Regions from separate parts of the Triticum aestivum genome. Here region 2 is linked to region 1. Evidence: chromatin contacts called from public Hi-C data. All regions are on one chromosome and are shown on one strand. The core of a region is the stretch at or near the end of the contact, and the rest is flanking DNA. Distances in the headings are between cores, read along the strand shown. Region 1 holds the start of LOC123051967 (serine/arginine-rich SC35-like splicing factor SCL33). Region 2 holds the start of LOC123051968 (zingipain-2).

The links. A called contact is a pair of places that touch in the nucleus more often than the background predicts.
Region 2: a Hi-C map of leaf shows a contact between it and region 1, with 5 times the contacts expected there. The contact joins the promoter of LOC123051968 here to the promoter of LOC123051967 in region 1. A contact is called at or near these places in 2 of 5 Hi-C or Micro-C datasets (both in leaf).

The regions. Positions count from the first base shown.
Region 1 is chr2D:105,534,705-105,538,352 of IWGSC CS RefSeq v2.1, forward strand. LOC123051967 (serine/arginine-rich SC35-like splicing factor SCL33) reads right to left here and starts at 1,817. Exons shown (of 6, transcript XM_044474983.1): 1 at 1,669-1,817; 2 at 529-683. The coding sequence starts at 677.
Region 2 is chr2D:105,830,822-105,834,469 of IWGSC CS RefSeq v2.1, forward strand. LOC123051968 (zingipain-2) reads left to right here and starts at 1,883. Exons shown (of 10, transcript XM_044474984.1): 1 at 1,883-1,927; 2 at 2,020-2,148.

The DNA of each region.
Region 1 (3,648 bases), core at 567-3,066:
TTAGTTGAACATGAATACACACATGCTTCAAATTAGAATGAGGATAGAACGTCAAAGATGAATTTACCATATTTTCTGAATGTGTTACACCAAGGTGAGTTTAGGTAAGAAATTCCACAAATATTATATACACCAGATATGAAAATGCACGCTAGTTTGGCCTAGGAGAGAGTTTAGCTAACACATATGCCAAATTGCCTATTCCTGGATGCATTTTGAAATTGATGCCTCATTAGTGCTGAATCCCCCACATGGAAAGGCACAGTGCAACAACCGAAGATGGGCTTATCTTATTATACCACCAAGCTATATTTTAAACTAAATGTATATACTATTAGACTTACAGAACTATCTTAGTTGAAGATGAACACACATTTCTTCATCAAAATAAAATGAGGATAGAATGTCACAGATGCATTTACCACAGTTTCTGAACATGTTTAACACCAAGATGAGTTTAGGTAAGAAATTGCAGAAATATAAAAATACATGCTAGTACTAGCCTGGGAAGTTCAGTGAAACCCTTACCTGCAGTCACGACGAAGGTTCCTGACCAAAAGGCTGGTTGGGAGATCTCTACCCCGACCATCATAACGATCACGGGGACTTGGGCTACGGGCCCTTCCCCTGTAGCCTCTTGGTGGCGGGGATGGACTGTAGCTGTAGCCTCTTCTCATATTGGTCTACAGTAAAACCATAAAGCATTATTACTAAAACAATTCCATGCGCCACAAAATGACCATACTAGCCTATTTGGACATACTTCATAAATCAACAACGTATGCGCAATGAAGATTAAGTAAGGGATAACCTAACCATCAAGCACTAACTTGAAGGGATAATCTATGTTCGAATAGGGAGAAGATTGTAATGATCGCTTTGCGCTCAAAACATCGTTATTTTGTCCATTGTACAAGATGTCATCGCTTCATCATCACATGTTTTCTCATTCAAAATTTAATCATAGTATATAGTTACATTGATGCAAACATTAATTGCTAGAGATGACACTAAAACACAAGTATGTAAGTTTATATAATTACCTTCCTAAAAGTAACTTATATGACTTCACAGGGATAGTTCACTACAGATTTCAGTTATTTTGTCTGATCTTCAAGTATAGAAAAACCAATTGCGAGCACAAGCTATCATCTAAAAGACTAACACTATCAGGCCCGCAGGGTCAAAGGGCGAACATGACTTTTTAAGTATCCACGCAGTTTACCAAACAGTAGGAGATCACAAGAAAGTTTTCTCGAATCAACACAAGGGAATGACAAACAGTTTACAATGAAACAGCGGCTACCCCGACAGCTATTATGCGCATAGATGAACATGAACACTGGCACCCAAAAATTCAGAGCAACGACTACACTATATAACGCTGCTGCGCCGAATTTGCTTCAGAGATCAGACCTATCCAGACGGTCTAACGAACCAACAGATCTGAGACGCGATTACAACCGCAATCCATCATCCACTTACATCTTCTATCATGAGCGGAATCGTCAATCAGGACCGGCAATAATTTTGGAATATAAACTGCTTAAATTTCCTCGGGGATCACACGAAATCCGGGATCAGGAATACATCGCGGTGATTAGGTAAAGTATATCAGACGGATGATCACAGGGAACCAAGCTACCGAGCAAATCGAGCGAAGCTTACCGCGGGCGGGGAGGATCGATCGGGGAGTTGCGCCGCCCGAGGGGAGGAAGGAGAGGAGATCAAGGTTCGCGTGGAGTCCGGAAGCTTCCCGAGTCGACGGGGAGTGGCGCTGCCTTTATCGACTGAGCCGGTGTCGTGCAGACGTTGGATCGGGACACCCGTCCTAACTTGTGCGGTTCGACGGTGATGGATGCAGTGGGCCGGAACCGCTTTGGGTCGTAGTCGATGGGCTTCTCTCTCTCCATTTGTTGTGTTATTTCAGTTTGCAGCCTATTATTGTCGGAAGCAACTAGTTAACGAGTGCTTCTTCGGGAGCCTCGTAACGATCAGCGTCACTTGACGCGCTCTCAGCCATTCGCCACGTGTCGCGCTCTGGACGCTCCTTTCGGATTTTGTTTTTTTTTATTTTTTCGCACGCGTTTTCGGCTTTTTAAACGGTTTTTTCTGGGTTTTTTCGACATTTTGGTTTTCCCCCAGTCTTTCTTAGCTTTTCGATCAAAAAAAATTCGAAAAAAAACTTTTTTACGCGAAAAAACGCGTTTTCTTTTTTTTCCCTTTCGCGAAAGTCACGGTTTTTCTTCCGCAAGAGGCACGGTTGTGCTTTATCGAGAGTCACGGCCGTGCCTTTCGGAAACGAAAAAAGGCGTTTTCTGTTTTTTTTCTTTCGCGAGAGTCACGGTTTTGCTTCCGCGAGAGGCACGGTTGTGCTTTCGCGAGAGTCACGGCCGTGCCTCTCGAAAAGGGAAAAACAAAACGCGTTTTCTGTTTTTTTTTCTTTCGTGAGAGTCACGGTTTTGCTTCCGCGAGAGGCACGGTTGTGCTTACGCGAAAGTCACGGCCGTGCCTCTCGAAAAGGAAAAAATACGCGTTTTTTGTTTTTTTCTTTCGCGAGAGTCACGGTTTTGCTTTCGCGAGAGGCACGGTTGTGCTTTCGCGAGAGTCACGGCCGTGCCTCTCGGAAACGAAAAAAAAAACGCGTTTTCTGTTTTTTTCCTTCCACGAGAGTCACCGTTTTGCTTTCACGAGAGGCACGGTTGTGATTTCGCGAGAGGCACGGACGTGCCTCTTTCGGAAAGGGAAAAAACCATGCTCCCGGTTCGTTTTTTCGTCCGTTTTTTTCGTGAAAAAAAAGTTCGTCAAAACCTATCGACATTGGATCTAGTTTTGAAGATCTCGACGTGAGGAATCCAATGGTGAAAACGGTTCGAGATTTGGACGCACGGTTTAAGAGATAAAACGTTTTGAATAAACGGATCTACGAAAAAAGGGAAAACTCTCATGTTGCGACAAGTGGCGCGCTGCATGGGCGCCACTTGTCGCGACCTGGGAAAGTGGAGTGTTCTTTGCAACGAGTACTCCTTAATTAGTGATTTCGTATTATTTTCTCAAAAAACAAAGTTTGCAGCCTATTATGGTGGGTCGGAGGGAGTACCTTTGATCCATAATAAGTGTCACGATTTTGGACTAACTCCAATTCAAAACTGCGACACTTTTTTTATATCCAATTCAAAACTGCGACACTTTTTTATATATCAATTCAAAACTTTGTCACTTATTTCGGATCGAGGGAGTAGTATTTTTTTAAGGAATTGTTGGAAATAAAGGTCAAAGGAAACGAAACAAAATGATGAAATCATAAAGAAATCGATATAAAAAATGCAAAGAACTCAAGAGTATCAAACATACATATAATGTCGAGTCTCATATGACTTGTCAAAATTCCCCTCAACAACGAAAAAAAAATCCGTGTTCAGAGGGATATAAATTGGTGATTTCCTCCACAAACATTTTTTTGGACAAAATTATACACTGACCTTAATGAAAACATAGAACCGGATCATACACCATTTTTTTCTAGAAAAAGTATATGTTGACCTTGGTTTTTTACACCGAAGCAAAGTTGGTATTTTTGTCCAAAAAATTGCATGCACATAAAATATATATATATATATATATATATATATATATATATATATATAT
Region 2 (3,648 bases), core at 633-3,132, 300 kb after region 1:
CTACACCGCGATAGACTCGTGGATTACCGTCTCTCTCGTCCTTCAGTTTTGGCTTACAACCTACTTATCCTCTTCTTCTCACAAAAGTCTTCCGCATCTCCACCTTCCTCCGGCGATCTCTTGCCCAGCCACGGCGGAGATGGTGCCCAAGCGTGTATTCATGGCCATGTGACATGGGGAAAGAGAAGGCGGTCGCCGTGAAGGAACCGAGGCTTAGGCCGTGCATGTGCCCATGAGACTACAGCGCATATGCGAGGGGGCTGATTCCTTAGGCGTCCATGGCATGAACCTTGGTTTATGCTTCAAGGCATGATTTTCTTGTTAATCCTTTCAAACAGAGTTTGATTTTTTTTTCCTTCTATCGCTATTCGTGCTGATTCAACTTTGCTCTCTTTCGCAGATCTAAAGCAATCATGACGTCGGTATGAACATAAATCGCCCAACTTAAATGAGATTCGCCCTGACGGAGGTAGAACTCCGAGTCCATGGATTAGGATTTGCATGGTGTTTCTGTTTTCCTCTCTATTTTTTATTCGATTGTTTGTTTGTCTGTCTTTCTGTATCTCTGAGTTAATTGTTCTTTTGCAGCTTTGAATTAACTCTTTCCTGATGAACTCCGGCGAGCTCTTTTGCATGAAGCCGACGTGGCCGTGAGGATGTCCGTGAGCCGTGCATCTTCCTCTCGGAATTCCTCTCCTCCTCTGGAAAGTCCTGCCCAACTCCACATAGCTTCCTCCGGTGAGCTCTTGCTCAGCCACGGCCGAGGCGACCGGGATGAAAGTCCCAAGGCATATGCTTGACGTTCATGTGACATGGAGAATGAGAGGCTGTGCCGGACTATGTATGTTGGTTGTCCTCTGCACCTCTTTCTTCTAGTGAATCCCCGGCGAGTCCTGTTCATGCCCGGCGAGGTGGCTGAGATGGTGTCCGAGGCATAGGCCCGTGCATGTGCCTCTGGGACTACGGCGCGCAAGTCACGAGGCTGAATCCTCAAGTGTTCATGGGACGAACCAGAGTTTATGGAGACGGGAGAGGAGGCACGGTGGTCCAAGTTAATAGTAAGATTGTTATACTCCCTCCGTTCCATTCTCTGATTTTCCTTCTATTGTGTAATCCTCAAGTGTCAAGGTGATTTTCCTTCTATTTATGGAGTACTAGATTCGAGCTGATTCAACTTTACCATTTTATCAGATCAACCGTTGGCAAGGCAACTCACGGCTTGAAGAGGCTCGACAGATGCATGATTAGTTCTTGTTCCAAGGTATTTCCTTTACTAATTTCGTAATCTCTTCATCCCGAATTACTTGTCTTGAATTTGTCTAAATACGGATGTATCTAGACACGGTTTAGTGTTAGGTACATCCATGTCTAGACAAATGTACTTCCTCCGTTCCAAAATAGATGACTCAACTTTGTATAAAGTCTTTATACAAAGTTGAGTCATCTATTTTGAAACGGAAGGAGTAAGACATGTAATTTGGGACAGAGGTAAATACTACTCCTTCTGATATAAGAGGGGTTTTGACACTACACTAGCCTAAAAAACACTCTTATATTATGGGGTGGAGGGAGTAGCTTACGTTCTGTATATCTTAGTTAATTCTTCAGTGCAAGTTTTCATTTGTGTCATGCATAACTCTTGTTTCTACTTTCTATTATCTCTGGCGAGGTAATGTGCCTCTTATAAATTTCCTACTGAACGTGAGAAATCCATGTTTTATTGATGAAGGGGATACCATGGGACTATGTTATCCTCTCAACTCTGGCATGCCTTTGTGTTAATGTTTGGCGTCGTGACTGTGAGGTAGGTCGAGGCACTTGTGTCCATGTGCCTCTGGGACTTTGTCGACAAAGTGACCAGGCAACTTCTGACGACAACATAGGCACTTGTGTGTCCATGTGCCTCTTGATCATTTGTGGATTCAAGGTTTTTTTTTTTGGGTTCAATCCTTTGAAACTGACTTGTACTCTTTACTTTTCGGTACATTCGAGCTGATTCAACTTTGCTCTCGTTTGCAGATATTTGCCTTGTCAAGCCAATTCAGGGATATAAGTCTGTTGGCAAAGACGCTCCTTCTGGAAGCCTGCCCGACGAACAACTTGAGGCTGAGTGCAGAGAGGTGCTGCATGTCTCTTATCTGATTCCAGGTATGATCCTTGTCTGATATTTCCCGTTTTTCCGATCATCGTAGAGTGGAGATTTGAGTCAATTGGTCGTTCATTTTCACATATATGAACCGTGGCTAGGCCAACCGGTGCCTGACCATGGATTGATTGAAACACGCGTGGGTGATGTCACAATGTGAATACTGAGGTACACCCCCTCCCATGTAGTTTGCTTATTGGTTCTCATTTGACTGCATGGCCTGCAGTGCACTTTGCTGTCGTATTCTTTATTTATGAGAGGCATAAGATTAGCCTCATCCATTAACTAATAAGGAGTTTTAAAAAGTTTTACACGCGACAAAAACAAAAAGGCTTTCGCCAAGATACAACAAGATTATAGGAGTACCCACACCCCACCAACAAGCACCCCAAGGCAACTAACTAGAAGTGAAACCACACCTCCTTGAGAGACCATCGGCCACCGATGCAACGCATGCCCACACACGCACGCACGCACAAGTCGCCCAAGAGGCCCTCTCGCCCTCTCGCTCTGAGCCATGGATCATCGATCCTGTTTGCAGACAATGAGAGCTGAGAGCGGTGACGAGATGGCACGCGTAAAAGATAGGAAGCCGTCAGGACCGCCCCACTCCAGTGCCAAAGGAGCTTCAAGTTAGAATCTGAGTTTGTTCGCCGATGCCGAGGAGACGCGACCAGAGGGAATCTGAGCTCCATGACAACGCCCCCAAGTGGGTGACGATGGTAAGCACCGCCGCTATTGAGACCAAAGTTATGATCAAGGGTTTTCACGTGGAACCCTGGTGCTAGGAGAGAACCACAAGTCCACAACAATGCCCCCAAGAGGGACAAGACACCCGTAGGCATCGCCGTTGCCATTGTGGGAGCAAGAAGCTTTTGCCCGGAGCCTCACCCGTGTCGCCCTGAGGTACCATGGTCACCATGACCGCTGCCACCGTCAAAGCACCACCAACGTCTGGATTCCCGCCTCCTCGCTCCTCACACATGACCGAGGAACACCGACACCACAATCGTCATGAAGCTCGCTGAAGAGCCAACCAGACAAACTGCCACCCAGGGCCGCCGCTTTGGCATTCACAAATCCGTGCCCTACACCACCACCAGTACTGTCAACGACGACTGTCACAAGATGGCTCCTTGCTGACCAGGGAGTCCACCCAAGCGCGAAAGAGAGGCAACTGCCTTTCTCACATCGCGGCCACCCGCTCCCAAGGCACCACTAGAGGGCCAACAAGCAAGGGAGACTTCCACATTCTAGGCACAACCCCAATGACTCGCCCGCCTCTTGATCGGACCAATGCTGCCCCGCTAGCGGCAACCCACGCCCAATCCTGACGGATATGGATGGAGCCCAAGCTAAGGAGGCGGCCAAGGACCCCCCAGGCACAAGCCAACCACATACCCCTTGTCCACGACAACAATGGCCCAGACGGTGGAGCACCCGCAGATGATGAGATGGCACAGATTGACCCAATCGGCGACGGCGCCACGGGTCATGAATTC